2 separate regions of the Anas platyrhynchos genome follow, and region 2 is linked to region 1. A link is a contact called in public Hi-C data. All regions are on one chromosome and are shown on one strand. The core of a region is the stretch at or near the end of the contact, and the rest is flanking DNA. Distances in the headings are between cores, read along the strand shown. Region 1 overlaps TIAM2 (TIAM Rac1 associated GEF 2). Region 2 holds the start of CLDN20 (claudin 20).

Evidence for each region. Hi-C and Micro-C count contacts between places; a contact is called where the count stands out from the background.
Region 2: a Hi-C map of F1 follicle shows a contact between it and region 1, with 4 times the contacts expected there. The contact joins the promoter of CLDN20 here to the enhancer-like site in region 1. A contact is called at or near these places in 3 of 8 Hi-C or Micro-C datasets (F1 follicle, F5 follicle and subcutaneous adipose tissue).

The regions. Positions count from the first base shown.
Region 1 is chr3:55,827,833-55,830,755 of IASCAAS_PekinDuck_T2T, forward strand. It overlaps TIAM2 (TIAM Rac1 associated GEF 2), which reads left to right. Exons shown (of 28, transcript XM_072035931.1): 11 at 1,999-2,163. Among named protein-coding and RNA genes, the nearest start is that of CLDN20, 64 kb to the right of the region's middle. Within about 2 kb of position 1,494, at least 1 of the 8 cell types and tissues checked has an H3K27ac peak or open chromatin away from gene starts, as enhancers often do. A contact at or near this core is called in F1 follicle, where this site is marked.
Region 2 is chr3:55,891,737-55,894,810 of IASCAAS_PekinDuck_T2T, forward strand. It overlaps CLDN20 (claudin 20), which reads left to right and starts at 1,815. Exons shown (of 2, transcript XM_027454397.3): 1 at 1,815-1,971. The region is part of intron 6 of TFB1M (transcription factor B1, mitochondrial); the gene reads right to left.

The sequences.
Region 1 (2,923 bases), core at 244-2,743:
AAGGAAAGAGTCTTAGATGGGTGGAAGAACTTTGTCTTGTCTTAAAAGCTTCCAGAAGAAGGTGACTTTAAACTTATTTCTCATCACCTTCATCCTCTTTATTTTAATCCTTGGCAATAGTGAGATTTATTTCTGTTGAACAGACAGGGAGAGCTACTATTGCAGGGCAATTAACCATTTTGGTAATTACAAATGTCTGAATTGCTGGGAGCATCTCCCTACCTAAGTCAACATGGCTTCGTCTTTCCCTGAAGGGAGCCACTGGAGAATTCAGTCTGACCATTTCCATCTCAACTCTTGCAGCGTGCATGCCTTGCCCTTTCTCATTCCTCCTACTTGCACTGTGGAAGGAGGTCATCATTTATTACCAGGCACTTGATTTACTGCTTTCTGAGAGCACCACGGTTCTGCTGGAATTATCTTCTTCAACAACAACAGTTTTACGAGCAGGTTGGAGCCACAGCCACCGAGGTGAAACTTCACCTGGTGTAGATTTCATCGCTCCATTAATTGCAGTAGCATAACAGTATTGCTGTTATGCATAGTAGTTGCTCTATTTTAGTAGGATTTCCATGGACCTATGTTAATCAATGTGTCATTTTTAGCTATTTAAAAAGGACAGTTGAGCAATCACTATAAGATTCTTGCATGCTATTAGTTCATTAATATAATTCTGCCAAAACCAGCATTACTCTTGCATAAAATTATTACTGTGGTTCGTTTGCAACCTGAATTTCTGCATTGTTTGGTAATTACACAAGTAGGACTGCTTACTACATCGTTTTTACAGCCACAGTTGTTATTTAAAAAAACAAAATAATATTGGTCTCTTTGTTGCTACTGGTAGATTGTTGTCAATAACTTTGCTGCCTGCAGCAAGGGAAGCAGTCCCTGTGCAGTGATTTTGCTGGAGCTTTTAATTGCAGTGGACCACTGGGCTTGTGTCCCTGCAGAGTCAGGAGGAAGAATTGCATAATCAAGGGGCTTTGTTAGGCAACAAAAACACCCCAACCCACAGCAACAAGGGAAAAGAACAAACCAACAAAAAAAAAAAGCAGCCGGGAAGTAGGCACTCCTGAGAACAGCTCAGGCTATCGTAAGATCTGTCTTGGGTCACAGTTCTGCTGCTTTTCTGGGTTATTGTCACTTTCCTTTGGCTGAAAGGGGGAATCCAGGGAGCCTCTCCATGTAAACATAAACGCCTTGATAGGGGCAGTGGAGTGACATGCTGAACAGGCAGACCCAAATAGAGAGGTGAAATTCCAAGTTCAGAACTGCTCTCAGTGTTTTTCTTCTCCTTGTGTGGCTTCTGAACCGTCTAGCCTGAAGTGTGGTGCAGAAGAAAGTGTGAAAATGAAGGGTGAGAAAATGACAGGAATTTTAGTTAGGGTGGATATTGTATTTGATCAAGCTTGAGTGGCTTTGCAATGAATGTGGATGTGAGCCAGAATGGTAAACAAGCAAGTACTCTGCTACCTATCAAATAATATGATCTTAAACTGTAAATAGAATGAGAACATTTTATTCCTGTTTAGTCCTTTATGTCATGGCAAGCCTTGCTCTACAGTGCTCTCTGCTGGAAGTTTGCTATATTATCATTTTCTGCTAAAATTATAGTAATTATGTTTTTTTCTCACATTTGTTAATTAGATAAAATTGTAGTAGTCAATTCTTCTTAATAAATGTTTCCCACTGCGGTATAATATCAGGTAGCTATGTATTTTCACTTAGAGTTAAATCAACAAATAATATGAAAAGGCATAAAAGCCCATAATGGGAACTCAGTGGGAATGCAATCCATTCTCAAGAAAATTGAGTCATTGACAATGAATGAGAACAGGTAACAGAACTTTGTCCCTTGCTCACCATGGGAAAATGCACAGTACTGTGTCTAAAGATATGGTGGTATATGTGCACTGCAAGCTATCAGTGGAACTGTACATTTTTTATTTTAGCAACATCCTCATGTGTTGTACCTTTCTCCCTTGTTTCCAGCAGCAAGTTGATGAATTTTTGAACGTCTACTGCTCAGTGCCAGACAGCATCCAAAAGGAGGGTGCATGGGAAACACAAACATATGTGCACTTCTGTGATGGCCAAGGAGTGGCATTAACCCTCAAGCCAGAACACAGAGTGGAAGATGTTCTTTCTCTGGCTTGCAAGGTATGCATTTTTCATGTACGATTGCACCTCATTAACAACTGTGGACCTCAGAAGGACCATAATACTTCTGAGGACTCCTTAATAGTGAACGAATAATACCAGCATCTCCCTGTCTCTGCATTAAGGCACATTTTGAGCGTTTGCACCATTTCCTTTAGCAGTATTATTTTGTATTGTAGCCAAGGTAGCAGGGATGTGGAAAGCTTTTCAAGAGGCACTGCTCAAGTCTGTGCACACTGAATCCTTAAAGAGTGGTGACAGTTTGCCAGGTAATCAGCCCCTGAGATATCTCCATCCATGTCCAGTCTGAGTTGTCACTGCAGCAAACTGAGCTTTCTGTGCAAATTAGTCAGAGGAGTAACGGGGACTGTTTGATTTAATGTCAGGAGAGAAGACACTGAAAACTGCTGTTAACAATGGCTAACATATATGTTTGCTTCTTCAAGGGTCCTTTTTTGGCTTTTGATTAATGAAGCACATGTTCTACTTGAAAATTTCAAAGAGTATGTTATGACAGTCAGTGCCAGAAATTTGAGAGGGATTGCAGTAGATCTTGGGACAGAAAGTGGAGTCACAGATGGAGGGTAGAATAAAAAACTACCAACAAAAGACCACCACCTCTAGAGCATCACAACTTACCTGGCACCTTGGTCTTCATTTGTGTTAGTGGTTGAATTTGGCTCTGACGTCATGATTCAAATCAAATTATACAAACAAGTTCTTTGGAACAGCTTTCACACCCAAATCATGTTTTCCTATT
Region 2 (3,074 bases), core at 565-3,064, 64 kb after region 1:
TATACAACTCCTTCTTATCATACTGGAAAATATAGAATTTTCCTTCCCAATCATACCTTGAACTTCTCAGTGCTTTAGCTTAGCCTTTCTCATAAACAGCACCATTCCAGGATGAAAAGGCACTAGATTGTTTCTCATACAGAAGTTAAAACTTCTGATTGCCTTACTAACCAACCACTTTTTTGATGGAGCAAGGAGCCATCAAGATATGGCTTTACAAAGTACCACAGTGAACTTCACTACAAAACTCAAAAAAAAAAAACCCACAACACAACAAAGAAACAAACAAAAAAAACAGATTAATGAATTCAACTATTGCTGCACGTGTGTTCTTCCCCTTGTGTCATTTATATTAATGCTTCACTTCAATTTGATACTTTATCAAATCAGTAGTACTATAAAGTTCCCTTTGCAATTTTTCAGTTAAATCTCATCTTTACTATTCTCAAAATTTTCATGAGCAAAAATTCTCATAGGTCTTCACATTTTTCCAGACTGTTGATGTTATGCAGCACAAGCTTTTACTTAGACTCACTCTACAAATCGACTAATAAATTAAACTCCATTCAGTGTGAAAACTGACCATTTATTTCTACCCATCTATTCATATCTAGTTTTCCAACCATTTCTCCCCTGTAAAGACCTTTCTACTTTACTCTGTGACCATTTAATTCTTTCAAGAGCTTTGGAAAGGCCATCACAAATGTTTTCTCATAACATAAGTAAATCTCACTGTGGTCCATCCACACATTCTCTGACTGCTCCAAAGAACCCCAAATAGACTTATGAGACATTACACATTACTGCAGCATTTATATATTATCCGCTTATTTTGATTTTTAAAGTAGTTTCTACCAGTTTGGCCAGTACTGTAAGAAAGTTCTTGACCAGCTGGAAAACCCCGAAGCACATCTAAAGACGTTATGTCAGAACAGACACATGATATTAGCTCATACTGCAGTTACTGAACCATCACACTAGTGCCTGCCTGGGAACTGAGAAGCTTCCCTCAGATGGGAGAGCTGACAAGTTGTTAAACGTCACCATGTCTAAAGAAACAAATCCAGGGATTCCTCCTCATTGGCAAATGAAAATAAAATAATTTTGATCCTCCAAATCTTGCACCACAAAGATGAACACAGGAAACCGAAAGCCAGAAACAGAACCTACAGTTATATCACTGCTGCAAGCAGCAAGACTTCTCTCAGCCTCTCAGTTTCTAATACTGACTTGTTGAGGCCACTTCACCAATAAATTGCAGTTACCATGTAAACTTTATTAGTAGCTTTATTCCTTCATTCTTTTATATAGAATGATAACAAAGTAAAGGATGATCTACAGAAGGCAAAAGCTATCAAGGACAGATGAGGAAAACCTGTAGCTGAATAGAAATATGCTGCTGTTCCAATTAGAAATTAAAATACATTGCATAGTTCTCTCCTAGGAAGTTTAAACTCATAATAAGATTATATGTGATGAAAAAAAAAAAAAGGAGAAAGAAAGGAAAAAAAAAAAATAAAACTGTCTAGCTCTCAGATCAACTTAAATGAATCCTACCTACCCCCATCCCTGAATTCATAAATCTATGGTTTTTGGATTATCAAGATTTTACTACTCCTTTTAATCACTGTTTACAGTTTTCATCATAGAGGCTGGGTATCATGATGTATTTAGCACGAACGGCGTCCATGTATTTTTCTCTATAATCTCTTTGCTTTCCCTTACTAAGTGTTTGTCAAACAAAACTCATTAAACAAAGTAGTCCTTTATTCTCTGCTAGATGGAACTAAGAGAGGGAACAAACAACAGTACTGCACTTGCTGTAGAGAACAGAAAAAACAACACTCCAAGAAATTTTGTTAATACACGCCAATGCAGTTTTATATGAGAAGGGACAGTTCCACTCAAGAGAAACTGCATTTTTCCAAGACATCTACAGTGAAGAAAACATCTCAGACCTCACATCGAGCAGTAAGTGCTACACAAACAGAAATGTATGATAACTGTGTATTTTATTACATTTACAGTGCTTATAGTTGAATTTATCATGCCCTTAAATCAGTTCACCCTGTTAATTATAATATATGATTACCATTTGCAGTGCTTTGGGTTTGTTTGCATGCTTGAAAATGCTGAAATTTTAAAAAGGATGCAATAAAAAGGCTAACTCAAGATCCTAATTAGCTCTTCCAGATTATGCTTTTGAGTGATTTTGAACTACCTAGACACGTCAGTTCCTTCTGTAAAAGAAAGATAAGACCTCTTTCCCATGGGCCTGATATAGCAAATGATATATATTTGCCAAAGCAACTCTACACAGACTGAACAAACCAAAGGGATCTGGAGATAGGAAAGACTTGGAAATAAGATTTTTAAATAGAGTAGCTGTTAACATACTCACCCTAACTATAACCATTTGATATATACATATGTTTATGCTGGACAGAGTTAGCACATCCTTAAACAATTACCTGAATTAAGTAAAATATATAAATTCTAGTTTATTACTAACACTGCACTACAAAATTAGAAAATTACTTGATATATAATGCTACTAAAGACACGGTGATCAAAAATTTGCAGTTCTATGTACAAAAAGGTGAAATAAGAGTATAATGCCACTGTTATTTTGTGCTTCACTTAATTCAACCTTATCCCTATTGTTATGGTTTTCCAAAAAAGTTTTAACAATACTAAACAATAGCATTAAACTTGGTCTTATTTAGACAGAATGTCTGTGAAAGCATAAGGACTGCTCTTTATTTATCATGCTGATAAAAAACAAGAACTGCCAAATATATAGCCCCCCTCAGAAGTCTATACACCTTTTGTAATCCTCATCACTTGTTTCAAACCATTTTTCTTCATCTACTATCCCAGTGGTCCAATTGATCTAACACCAATAGTTCTGTCTTCACAGGTGCATCATACTACCCAAATGTTCTACTCTGTCAAATTAAACTTGATCCTTTATGCAAGATTGTTTTTTTTAAACAATTTTTTAAATCTTCCACTGTATGGTAAATTTGCAAATTATTTCCAATAGCTTTCTGATTAAAAATGCACTTATACAA